Linked DNA regions of Mus musculus: all the other regions are linked to region 4. Evidence: chromatin contacts called from public Hi-C and HiChIP or PLAC-seq data. All regions are on one chromosome and are shown on one strand. The core of a region is the stretch at or near the end of the contact, and the rest is flanking DNA. Distances in the headings are between cores, read along the strand shown. Region 1 overlaps Akap7 (A kinase (PRKA) anchor protein 7). Region 2 has its middle 19 kb from the start of Gm51762. Region 3 overlaps Akap7 (A kinase (PRKA) anchor protein 7). Region 4 overlaps Gm36313 (a long non-coding RNA gene).

What was found. Hi-C and Micro-C count contacts between places; a contact is called where the count stands out from the background. HiChIP or PLAC-seq counts read pairs in DNA pulled down with a chosen protein or histone mark.
Region 1: a contact with region 4 is called in an H3K4me3 HiChIP or PLAC-seq map of the SCID.adh cell line, with 11 read pairs. The contact joins two enhancer-like sites. A contact is called at or near these places in 4 of 484 Hi-C or Micro-C datasets (embryonic stem cells, nephron progenitors and peritoneal macrophages), 1 of 115 datasets of contacts at active chromatin or transcription factors (the SCID.adh cell line) and 2 of 9 other capture datasets (adipose tissue and liver).
Region 2: a Hi-C map of the N1E-115 cell line shows a contact between it and region 4, with 2.0 times the contacts expected there. The contact joins two enhancer-like sites. A contact is called at or near these places in 5 of 484 Hi-C or Micro-C datasets (the N1E-115 cell line, cerebral cortex, double positive thymocytes and 2 more), 1 of 115 datasets of contacts at active chromatin or transcription factors (embryonic stem cells) and 1 of 9 other capture datasets (embryonic stem cells).
Region 3: an H3K4me3 HiChIP or PLAC-seq map of the SCID.adh cell line shows a contact between it and region 4, with 2.1 times the contacts expected there. The contact joins two enhancer-like sites. A contact is called at or near these places in 12 of 484 Hi-C or Micro-C datasets (the N1E-115 cell line, cerebral cortex, embryonic fibroblasts and 5 more), 2 of 115 datasets of contacts at active chromatin or transcription factors (the HPC-7 cell line and the SCID.adh cell line) and 1 of 9 other capture datasets (adipose tissue).

The regions. Positions count from the first base shown.
Region 1 is chr10:25,237,959-25,240,658 of GRCm38.p6, reverse strand. It overlaps Akap7 (A kinase (PRKA) anchor protein 7), which reads left to right. Exons shown (of 8, transcript NM_001379238.1): 6 at 921-1,033. Among named protein-coding and RNA genes, the nearest start is that of Gm25016, 27 kb to the left of the region's middle. Within about 2 kb of position 1,293, at least 6 of the 459 cell types and tissues checked have an H3K27ac peak or open chromatin away from gene starts, as enhancers often do. A contact at or near this core is called in the SCID.adh cell line, where this site is marked.
Region 2 is chr10:25,067,069-25,069,904 of GRCm38.p6, reverse strand. No RefSeq gene overlaps it. Among named protein-coding and RNA genes, the nearest start is that of Gm51762, 19 kb to the left of the region's middle. Within about 2 kb of position 1,309, at least 7 of the 459 cell types and tissues checked have an H3K27ac peak or open chromatin away from gene starts, as enhancers often do. A contact at or near this core is called in the N1E-115 cell line, where this site is marked.
Region 3 is chr10:25,217,859-25,220,927 of GRCm38.p6, reverse strand. Akap7 (A kinase (PRKA) anchor protein 7) reads left to right here. Exons shown (of 8, transcript NM_001379238.1): 7 at 170-317. Among named protein-coding and RNA genes, the nearest start is that of Gm25016, 47 kb to the left of the region's middle. Within about 2 kb of position 1,372, at least 17 of the 459 cell types and tissues checked have an H3K27ac peak or open chromatin away from gene starts, as enhancers often do. A contact at or near this core is called in the SCID.adh cell line, where this site is marked.
Region 4 is chr10:25,144,111-25,147,165 of GRCm38.p6, reverse strand. It overlaps Gm36313 (a long non-coding RNA gene), which reads left to right. Exons shown (of 4, transcript XR_380207.3): 3 at 1,068-1,910. Among named protein-coding and RNA genes, the nearest start is that of Gm36313, 8.5 kb to the left of the region's middle. Within about 2 kb of position 1,590, at least 50 of the 459 cell types and tissues checked have an H3K27ac peak or open chromatin away from gene starts, as enhancers often do. A contact at or near this core is called in the N1E-115 cell line and the SCID.adh cell line, where this site is marked.

The DNA.
Region 1 (2,700 bases), core at 44-2,543, 94 kb before region 4:
TCTCTGTAACTCCTTCCATGGGTGTTTTGTTCCCAATTCTAAGAAGGGGCAAAGTGTCCACACTTTGGTCTTTGTTCTTCTTGAGTTTCATGCATTTATCAAATTGTATCTTATATCTTGGGTATCCTAGGTTTTGGGCTAATATCCACTTATCAGTGAGTACATATTGTGTGAGTTCCTTTGTGATTGGGTTACCTCACTCAGGATGATGCCCTCCAGGTCCATCCATTTGCCTAGGAATTTCATAAATTCATTCTTTTTAATAGCTGAGTAGTACCCCATTGTGTAAATGTACCACATTTTCTGTATCCATTCCTCTGTTGAGGGGCATCTGGGTTCTTTCCAGCTTCTGGCTATTATAAATAAGGCTGCTATGAACATAGTGGAGCATGTGTCCTTCTTACTGGTTGGGACATCTTCTGGATATATGCCCAGGAGAGGTATTGCGGGATCCTCTGGTAGTACTATGTCCAGTTTTCTGAGGAACCGCCAGACTGATTTCCAGAGTGGTTGTACAAGCTTGCAATCCCACCAACAATGGAGGAGTGTTCCTCTTTCTCCACAGAGGATGATTATTTTTAATTGAATATTTTTATGCAATAAATTCTGATTATGTTTTCCCCTCCTCATCTTCTCCCAGATCCTCCCCACCTTTCTCTCTCTCATTAGGAAACACACAGGCAAATAAAACAAGATAACCAGAATAAAACAAAACGAATACAAAAAAGCATGAGAAACACACACACACACACACACACACACACACACACACACACACACAAAACCCATAAAATGCAAATTGGAAACCATAATATGATCTTCCTTATAATACAGTTAGTCATCTCTTGAATCAACCTCTTAATAACTAAAGATAACTGTGTGTTACAGTAGCACTTTTGTGTTCTTTTTATCTTCTTCAGAGACTGCGAAAAGAACATTTCGGGAAAAAGGCATCCTAGCTGGAGAAAGCAGAACTTTTAAGCCCCACCTGACCTTTATGAAGCTGTCCAAAGCACCGATGCTCAGGAAGAAGGTGGGTGCTCGTATGTAACGCTGGCCTTGGTTTGCAGGGCACAGCAGGCTGCAGCGTAGTTAGGGGTGTAAATGATAGTTTGTATTTTTTGGCGCCCTAACCTTCTTGTTCCTGGGACCCTTGGTCAATTCAGTTCTAACCCAAGGGTGTCGGAGATCTCAGTGTTTCTAGGAAGCTGTTAGAGCTTGTTTGCTGCGTGGTTGTTAGGTGCACAGCGACACCTCTGATTGCTGTGGCTTCTTTTGCGACTCCTCCCAGGAGAAACCTCTAGATGGTGCCAGAGGTCACTCGTGCCACCTTGGTTAGGTCTTCTGCCTCCTTCAGCTCTAGGGGCTTTTCCCCATGCTAGCTGGCCTTTATTCACCTGCTGCTCACTGCAGTCTGCGGTTCAAGCCCAAGCTGAGGAAGACAGTCTCGCGCTTTAGCCCAGGGGTTTCTTACTCAATTTAACTCACCAGCTGACTTCTGTTATAGCAGAATTTCTGAGATGAGCGTACAGATCAGTGTCCACTCCCAGCCCCGCGTTCTCCTCTGCCCTTGTTAAGGCTTGTTTGCAGCTTTATGAAGAAGGTCATGCTTATTAGTAAGTAGCAACCTCTCCCCGCCCCCGCCCCGCCCCGCCCCGCCCAATTTAGCATGTTCTGTTCTCAGAACTGTTTTTTTTTTTTGTTCTTTAAGCATGGGTTTGAGTGATCTATCCTGTGCTTATGTGCTGTCTACAAACTGTTGTTAAAGACGCCCTCAAAAAGATATCTTGCCTATTGTTGATAGTTATGTGAACAATTGATTAACGTGACCATGAGGCATGATTACAAAAATTCATTTGGTAAAATGACTATGTAAGTACTAGTCTTTGCAGCCCTGAGTGGCAGCCCGCAGAGCCTATAGACTGTTTGCTTCTCACTCACTATCTTTCTTGTTTTGCTGTCAATGGATCGTCGTCTTCCAAGTGGTTTCCCACTTAACCCCAGAGTGAAAACTCGGTTGTGAAGGTAATTCCCCTATTATAAATGCTGCTTTGTCTTTACGATATCAACTTGCAATGGGAGCACCCAGCGACGTTCACCAAATGGATGTTTAATTGCCCAGGTTCTGGATTTCAGCCTTTCAGACTGTCTGCATGTGGTTTCTTGGCAGTTAGCTGCGTAGAATCGACTCCCTCGTCTCCCCCAGAGGGAAGGGATGTGGCACTCAGGTTTAAATGCTTTAAGCGAGGTTGCGTCCTCGAGTTCTAATTCCTGTCTCTGTGTCTATTTTCAGTCTCATGTTCTTCCCTCTCACCGGCCAACTGCAGGTCACCCAAGTTCATTTATAAATATGGGGAGCATCTATTAGAAGCCATGATTTGGTAGCGATTACGTGCTGGGGACGGTTGCTTTGACCTAGGCTGGTAATCAAGATGGAAGGTTTCTGCTCGAATGATGTATGAACTTGAAACCAGGTTGCATTCTGTTTAGATTAGAAGGCTGAATCTACGGAGAACAAATTACCGCATCCTCTCTGTTCTCCATGGAGGAGATGCAACAAGGCCCCCAGTAAGTGCCTGACAGCACAGCCACCACTCATCACTGTATGTGTTCTCATCCCCACATGTGTGCTTACTCACTCAGAGGGGTTTATCTTCGATACATCAAATGCCAGCATCAGCCCTGTGCACTTTGGGGCCT
Region 2 (2,836 bases), core at 60-2,559, 77 kb after region 4:
GCCCAGTGTCATTTTCTTTTCCTGCCTCCTGTGGATCCAGTTCTACTCTTAGCTACTTCTCAGTCCTATGACTGCCCGTGTGCTACCATGCTGCTGGCCGTGATGATAATGGGCTAAGCCTTCGAAACTGTAAGTGAGTCTTCAATTAAATGCTTTCGTTTGTAAACGTTTCTTTTATCATGGTGTCTCTTCACAGCAATAGAACACCGACTCAGACATTTCTAGAAAGTCAATGTCTTGGACATTTTTAGAAGATTGAGAAAAAAAACAAACAAAAAAACAAAAAAAATGTTCTCTGGACTTCCAAGAGCTAGAAACCAGCAGTTTCAGCATTAAAAAGACAATGGTACATTCACAGGGTTCCCTATCAACCTTATAGATCCTAGAGGCCTTTCTGAAAGGCTTTTATGCTCCTAAAACATAAAAGTTATGTAAAATAAAACTCAAAACTGCTGGTGAGGATATATGTCTATATCTCAATCTTGATCTCGATCTATCTATCTATCTATCTATCTATCTATGAATGATGTAGTATATGGGGTGCCATGTGGCTTAAGCCTTTGTACCTTTCCCTTCTTTGTAGCTCATTTCTAAACCCATGCTTTTAATTTTCTAGGCTTTGCCTCTACATTCAGATTAAAGCCTTCAGAATTCTAAAAATAATAGTCTTACCCTTCCCAAAAAAAATCTATTTTGTCTCTTTAGAAAGTCTGGCTTATGTAAATAAAATGTTCTATAGCTACCAAGTAGCTGGGTCTGCTATGAATTTCCAAAACCAATTCAGCAATTCATCTGACTTGGGCTTCTCTGGAGTCAAATCAGTGTGCATCTGCCTACTGTGCTGAAGGCCAGTTTTTGGCTGCAATGGTGGCTTTGCACAAAGAACAGGAAAACAGCAGCCTGCTCATCCCCACACCACCCCAACGTGTCAGGACGGGTTTGTAGAGCTAATCGTTTCCTGCGAATATAGCAAATGTTTCCTGCAGGTAGAGAAGAGAAAGTTACCCTGCCCAGCTGCCCAGCTGCCCAGCCAGCCCCAAGGGGACGTCTGGTCCTTATACAATGAACTCACCCCAGTATTGCCCAGACATCCTCAGATCTAATCAACGACAATTTTCTTCTTTGGCTTCTAGTTTTAAATTTATCCAGTTAGAGCCTACTCTCTCTTTTCCTCCTCTTGATTCAAAAGATAAATAGCTCCTATTTCTGTCTAGTGCCAATCCTGGAAAATGTCTACTCGCCTCATAGGATGCGGGTTAATTGGGCCCTGTCTGTTTCCTCGAGGTCTGTCCCATCTGTGGCCTCACCTCGTGCATCTGCATCTCCTCTTTGTGCTGAATTTCCCTCGACACCTCTCTCTCACCAGGCTATGAGCTATTGGAGCTTGCAGACATTGCTTTATTTCTGTATTCTCTTCAGGACACACACAGTGCTTGCCTGGTTAGGAGCTATTTATAGGACTGCGGGTCATGTATGGAATGGGTCACGTTTCTCAAGGAAATGAATACAGAAGTGCTGTGTCAGTTGTCAGAAAAGTGGCAGCGTGGATGACTATGAGAAAGACAGAGGTAACCCCAGCAGGCTGTGGGAACACACATGATGTACACTGGCTAGGAAGGAATAAACCAGAAACTAGGTTTCAGAGCCAATGACAGATTTTAAGGTTTTATTTCGTGTTTTTATAGTGTATATACATGTTTATGTGGGTGTGTGCATGGGGGTAAACATGTACATGTGTGATGTGTGATCGCACATGTAGAGGACAAAGGTTTATTTTAGGGACTGAGGATTCAAAAAAATATATACATATACATATACATATACATATACATATACACATACACATACACATACACATACACATACACATACACATACACATACATATACACACATATACATACACACACATATCTATGTGTGTGATATATGATATATATATATCAAATGCTTCACTGGTGTTGGAAATGTAGTATTAACTCTTTGGAGAGAGTTCAGATATTTAGATAAGTATTTGGGAGTTATTACATGAAGAGAAGGGTTATTCCAGCAACACATAAGTAATGCATACAGGAGGAATTCAGAAAGATATAAGCTCTAAAATGATTGAAATATAGTAAAATATCCTAAAATATTTGACCAAAATAGTGGCTATTAATTGGGGAAAACATAAACTAACAGATACTGATGTAGGAGCTTGGGAAGTCACTAAGATTAGCCACGAGCATCTCTCACACTCAACCCTCTGTGAGTTGTGTGGCTTGCTCTGCACAATAGATTCTGAACCAAACAGATTGGGCTCATTTACAGTCATGCTTTAAAACGCATAGCACAGCTTTCCCACCCCATGCCTATAAGCCCACTGGAGCAGATATCCAAATCAATTCCTCCCTTAGGTTGGACACTGAGCAAGCACATAAACAGGTCTACTCTGGTGACCTGTACTGAACGTGTAACACTCATGAAAAAGAACTCCTTCTCTGGTTAAGTCACTTAGCATTGGTCATCGTCTCTTACATACTCCATCTTAACCTAGGCTATTCTGACTGACACACAGGCTAAGCTGCCCAACTGGGGTCTCACAAGTCTGGCAGCCATATGGTCATTTGAGGTCCTTAGGTTCCCTCTATTTTATAGCCTTCCCAACTCCTTTGCATTTCTTCAACCACACGATTAAATATTATGCCCTGGTTTCACATCTGAATTCCAGTCTCAGGAAAGGTGAAACAAGGAACGACTAATTTCCTTCTAAGGGTGTGAAGGCTGAAGTCACATGAGTCGTTCTTGCACTCTAGTTATGAGAACTTGACACAGAGTCACACCCACACCCAGCACC
Region 3 (3,069 bases), core at 123-2,622, 74 kb before region 4:
AAACCAAAACCAAACAAAAAACCCAACAGTTTTGTGGCATCTATTTTCAAGTGCTGGGAGGCAGTTCTGAATCCAAAATGTACTATCAGGTTCTGAAAGATTGATAGACGTATGATCTGGCTGCCCAGTGAAATGAGTGCCTGACATGGATTTGTTTTGTCCTTTCAAGGGAGTGAGAAAAATCGAGCCTGGATTGTATGAACAATTTATCGACCACAGATTTGGAGAAGAACTATTGTACCAGATAGATCTCTGCTCCATGCTGAAGAAAAAACAGAGCAATGGTTATTACCACTGTGAGTCTTCCATCGTGATCGGTGAGTTCTGTTGAGAACATCGTTCAGTACAGTTATTCATTATTTCTTGACATCACTTCTAAAATAAATATTTCAGGTTACTTGTGTACTTTTCAATTCACTGCAGGTTTTGTTTGTTTGCTTTGTGGTTGTTGCTGTTTTGTAACACCGCAGCGGAAAAAGTGGAGAGAACTTTTCTCTCCGCCTCTTAGGTCTTGAAATGTCCATGGAAATTTGTTCCAGTTTAATTTTATTTCATGGGCATAAAGAAAACACATTCTTCAGGGCGCATCACGTGGCCACACTGCTCCCCAGCTGGCCTTAGCATGGTAGCTGCTATTAATAATGGCTAGTGACCGGCTCCGGAAATTTCACTACGGGAAGAAGAAGTATAGGTGGCCTGTGACAGTCAAGACTTTGTTGCTTCTCTAAAGAAAACATACTTGAGGGGAAGCCAAGACCCACACAGAGATGGCTCGGTGCTCATGCGTGAAGGCTCCTGCAGGGTTCGATGAGACCAACCCGTTAGTTCCCAGGAGGAAAGTGTGTACACAGGAAGAAACTTCCCTTAAGCAGGCAGCTGCCATCACCTGCCTTCTGGAAGGTGGGTACGTTTCGCAGGAGCCTGCCCTGTGGGACTCAGCTGTACTGTTTCTAGCGAGACACCACTGCCAAGAAGTGAACTTGAAGACAACCTGATTTACATGCCTTTAAAGTAACATGAAGATATATATATATATACACATTTGTAAATATTTCAAGTTCTTCGGCCAAAGTGATTTCTCACCATCTCAATTAAAAGGATCTATTTGTATCCTAAAAGAACCATCATATAACTGAAGTTTATCGAAGGTTTTTAAAAAAATGTTCAAGAGGCAATTTTATTTTCGAGTCCTCGTTACAGAGTGTGACAGACATCATCACCCCAAAGGTCCGTTTTAAACTGAAGATTTAAAGTGGAGTTTGAGTTTTGAGTTTCACATCTGAAACCCTCCTCCTATTTCAAGGAGGATGTTCATGCTTTCAGAACCCGAGCAGGGGCCCTCTTCTGTCAGGTTCAGCTGACTTTCACACAGAGGGGCGATGCAGATCCTCTGTGCAGTGTGGATTTTGGCGAGTTTTCCAGGTTCCACTGTAACTAGGTTAGAGCAACCTCAAAAGGGGGTGTGGAGCTTCATTCGCTTCCAGCTGATTAAGACAATGAAAAGGTCGGATTTTATGGAAGATCCTGAAATTTGCATTATAAAACCTATTGTGTACATCCGACCAGTGGCCAGCAGGGGGCTCTGTTCCACCAGCTCCAGCAGGTTTTCTGCATTCCTGTTCTTTTGCAGGCTGGTCATCACATTTCCTCCACTGTAGAGAGTGTTTATCCATCCTCCATCTTCTACTGCAGAGTGACCGTTTCATCTGCCCTGACCAATTCTGATTTTTTTGTACCATTTAACATTTAAACTGTATTTTGTTTATTACGGATACTTTATTTTTTTCTACCTATCTCGTTTAATTATGACAATATGACTTTTAAAATGATGCCTCCTTCTAACGTAATTTATTATAATTAAGTGTAATCTAAACTGGAGTTGCCCCCTTTTCTTTGCGTCTATGCCTGCATAGAGGCCTGGGTCTCTCCTCTGTTACTCTCCACCCTGTTTTTGAGGCAGTGTGAGGCTGGAGCTCACTGGTTGTAGAGTGGCTGCTGAGCGACCCACCTGGATCCTCCTGTGTCTCCTTCCGCAGCTGGGTTTGCAGACGCTCTCTACCACGTCTGGCTTTCTGGTGGGTGTTGGGAGTTGCAAGTAAGGTCTTCATACTTGCTACTTAGCACACTTAGATCTTCCCAGCCCAGATCTGCTATGCATCTCTATAGCATCATTGCTATTCAGATAAAGAGTAGCATGGAAATCTGGGCGTTAAAACTGTGAAGCAGGGATTGGATTTTAGGAATATATTATTGCGCTAAAGATCTTTGGCTATTCCTCCAGCTTGGTAAGTGTGTACTAGAGATTACACATTGGCAGCCCTACCTTCTGTATTTGATTAACAAAGAGCTTTGATGATTTGTTTCATAATTTGAGCACTTATTATAGTTTGAAGATAAAAGTCTCTTATTGGGGTGTGTGTGTGTGTGTGTGTGTGTGTGTGTGTGTATGTGTGTGTGTTTGAATACCTGATCCCCAGCTGGTGGCACCACTTGCGAACACTATGTGACCTTTTGGACAGTGGCTCTCATCCTTCCTATTGCTGTGACTCTTAATTCAGTTCCTCATGTTGTGGTGAGCCCCCACCACCATTATTTATAACTGCAATTCTGCTACTATTTATTATGAATCATAATGTAAAAGCCTATGTTTTCTGATGGTCTTGAGTGTCCCCCCCATGAAAGGGTGGTTAGACCCCTAAGGAATCCATGACCCACTGGTTGAGAACCACTGCTTTAGAAAGAATGGCCTGGATGGAGAAGGTAGATGGCTAGGGATGGAATTTGAGGATCTCTGCTTCCCGATGTGCAGGAATATGAGCAAGCCCCCATAGCCATGCTCTGCTGCCAGCCTTCCTGTGTAGGGAGTGTAGCCCCATCTGTGAGTTAAAGCAAGCTTTCCTCGATCCCTGTTGTCTCCTTCTTACCACAGGGGGAATGGATATGCTCACCAATGTGGGATGATTTTATATTACAAACTTCAGATTTCTGCCTTCTTGTGAACACTCCCAATGTGGCTGTATGGTTCCAGTGTCCTTCGAACTACCTTCATTTCCTGCATGGAGTAGCAGG
Region 4 (3,055 bases), core at 341-2,840:
CGTGCGCACACACACACACACACACATATATATATATATATATATATATACACAAACAAACATACATACATGTATATGTGTATGTATATGTGTATCTGCTTTGGGAGATACCCTGTTTAACAATACCCTGTGGCAAATCAGCATATGGTATAAAATAATGTCTCTTTTTTTCCTGTTAGAATTTACCATACAGTGCAGCACCCAGCAAAGCACGGTGGTTTATCATTATCCATGTTTTACAGTTGTAAGTCAGGATGTGAGGTTAAGTGACTGGCATAAAGATACAGAGTAAGTTTGCAGAGACCTGGAGACTCAATATTCGTTCCCTCAAGTTCCATTCCACCTGAGCTGATTTATTACCGTTAGGTCACGTCACCAACATCGCCCAGTTCCCAGGCACAGGATGGGGATTTGTCCAGGAGTAGTCGATTCAGTAGATCATTTCCCTTCACTTTTTTTTTAATATTTAATTTTAATTTATTTTATGTTCATTGGTGTGAGGGTGACAGATCCTCTGCAACTGAATTTACAGACAGGTGTGAGCTGCCATGTGGGTGCTGGGAATCGAATCCTGGTCTCCTGGAAGAGTAGTCAGTGCTCTTAACCACCGGGCTACCTCTCCCGCCTCATCCCCTTCATTCATTTCTTCTCTGTGAATGTCACCATTTCCTGCAGACCTTTGGAATATGAACTGAGTTTTATTCTTCAGTCTCTAAATTGCCTTTCCCTTTCTCATTGGTTTCATAAGCTTGGTGAAGACTAGGAAAGTTTTACAGCACCATATCCTCCGTAGTGCCATGCACCTTATCCTGCAAATACGGACAGCCGCACAAGAGGCGGCTGAGTGAGCAAATGGGTGGAAGAATGAATGAGTGGATGAGAAATGCGGCGTTACGTTTAACAGCATTTGGACAGACAATAATGAAAGCAGAAAATCAGAATTAAAGCCACAGATCTGAGACAGAACTCTGCTGCTTAGCTTAAAAGCAAGATCTTGAGATACAGATTTCCAGCAAACAGTACTGCAGAGCCCAATTTAGACCTCTTGTCTGGGTTTCTCTTTATAGATGGCACCTGGCAGACTCCACATTCGGAACTCCCATTTCTGCACCGAAGCAAAGCAGCCGGGGGAACAGACAGTGACTGCGAATGTGAGATCAGTATTGCGATCAGGCCCCAGCGCTCCGCTTCACCTCGCAGTCAGTCGATCTGGTCATGTTGGAACCAGCCCTTTGTGGGCAGCTGCTTTCCAGCTTCAGTTCGGCAAACCAGTGTTTATTAAAGCGGCTGCCACCCCGTTAACAATTCTTGTCAATATTCTCGGCCATTAGCCAAAGTAGTTTGTGACGTGAGATGTATTTGGTGGCACGTAGGATCTCAGTGCCAGGTTTCATATGACTCTGTTTTACATCCTCCTTTGTTGGCTGACACCCCCCCCCCACCTCTCCCCCATCCCACTGCAGTACCATCTCCACCTCTCTCTCTCTCCTCCCAGCTTTCTGTTTCCCACTTTCGTATCCCATGTACAGCCTTCTCAGCCTTCTCTCGTCCAGCCTCCTCTGATAGGCTTGTTTGTGGTTTTCTGACGTACACTCACTGCCGCATACAAATTAGAAGCTAGGACCCGCACGTGAGAGGGGATGGGCAGCATTTGTCTTTCTGAGCCTGCTTACCTAATTCGGAATGATTATTTCCCGATTCCTCCACTTTCCTTGCAAATTTCATATACTTTTTACAGCCAAATAATATTGTGCCCTGTACCACATTCTCCTTATCTATTCCTCTGCCGAGGGATGTGCGGGCTGGTTCTGTGGAGAGGAGAAGGAGAAGCAGCCATGAGATAGCTGAGCAATAAAAACGTGGCCATGTGGGCTGCTCAACTGCAGCTAAAGCAGCCCAGATGCAACATAGTAAGTAACAATTCAAGGTTATCTTGAGGAGAGTAGATTCTAAAAGCATGGAGGGTAGACAGCTGCCCAGCTATTGTGCTACTCAAAGCGTATTGTGAAAATAAAGGCTGTGAGTGTGTCTTTCTTCCAGGAACTCAATAACCCAAGGTGGGGTAGAAACTCTGGGCTGGGATTTTATAGTTTCCTACTACATCTTACTATTGTGAATGGAGCAGCAGAAACCATGGATACACATGTCTCTCTGGACTAAGATATAGAGCTCCTTGAGTGTGTGTGTCTAGGAGTAGTCTGGGTGGCTTATCTAGCACTTCTATTTTTACATTTTGAGAATCCTCTAATCTCCGTATTCTTGCACCTTCAACGGCTGCACCACATTTCTTCTCAGCAAAGGTTAATACGCGTTCCTCTCTCCTCACATTGGCTTTCGTCCTGGCAGCCATTCTGACGGTGAGATAGAATCTCAGGGTAGTTTTAATTTGCATTTCTCTGGTAGTTAAGAATGGTAAACATATTTTAAAATGTTTACCGGCTGGCGTGTAGAAATTTCTTAGCTCTGGGATTTTGAGCCTTGTTCTGCTATATATAGGAACCATTATATTTTGAACTGCTCAGAGGTTGTTTTTGTTCAGATTTTATGTGTAATAACACTAGTGGTTTTGCAGGGATAGAGGAACTGTGGGCAAGGAGACCCAAGGATAGATGACTGCTACTTAAAGCATTATACCTTACCATATCTATTCAACAAATATACATTGAATCCCTCTACTGTGCTAAGCCCTAACATGGAGATTAGACAGAAGAGTTAATAAATTATAACAATTAGTGATAAGTCCTTTAGAAGTGGGCACAGGCCAAGAAAGAATGACAGTCTAAAGTCTAGAACTGGCAAAACTGAAAGAGAGCAGTGTATACAGAGAGGGGAGTAGTTATACTATAGGACCTCACAGCCTGAAGCACAAGCAGGCATGGTCTGAGACCTGCTGAGGTCCGGCAGCATTGTGGATGTCCCTTTGGGAATTGATGGATGATTATCCTGGAGATGAGGTGACAGATGTGGTGAGAATTGTTTGTCATCTTGAGGCCTTTGATTATGGAAAGGAAAGGGGAGTCAGGTACCAAAATGTGTACTTTTACACACTGGATAG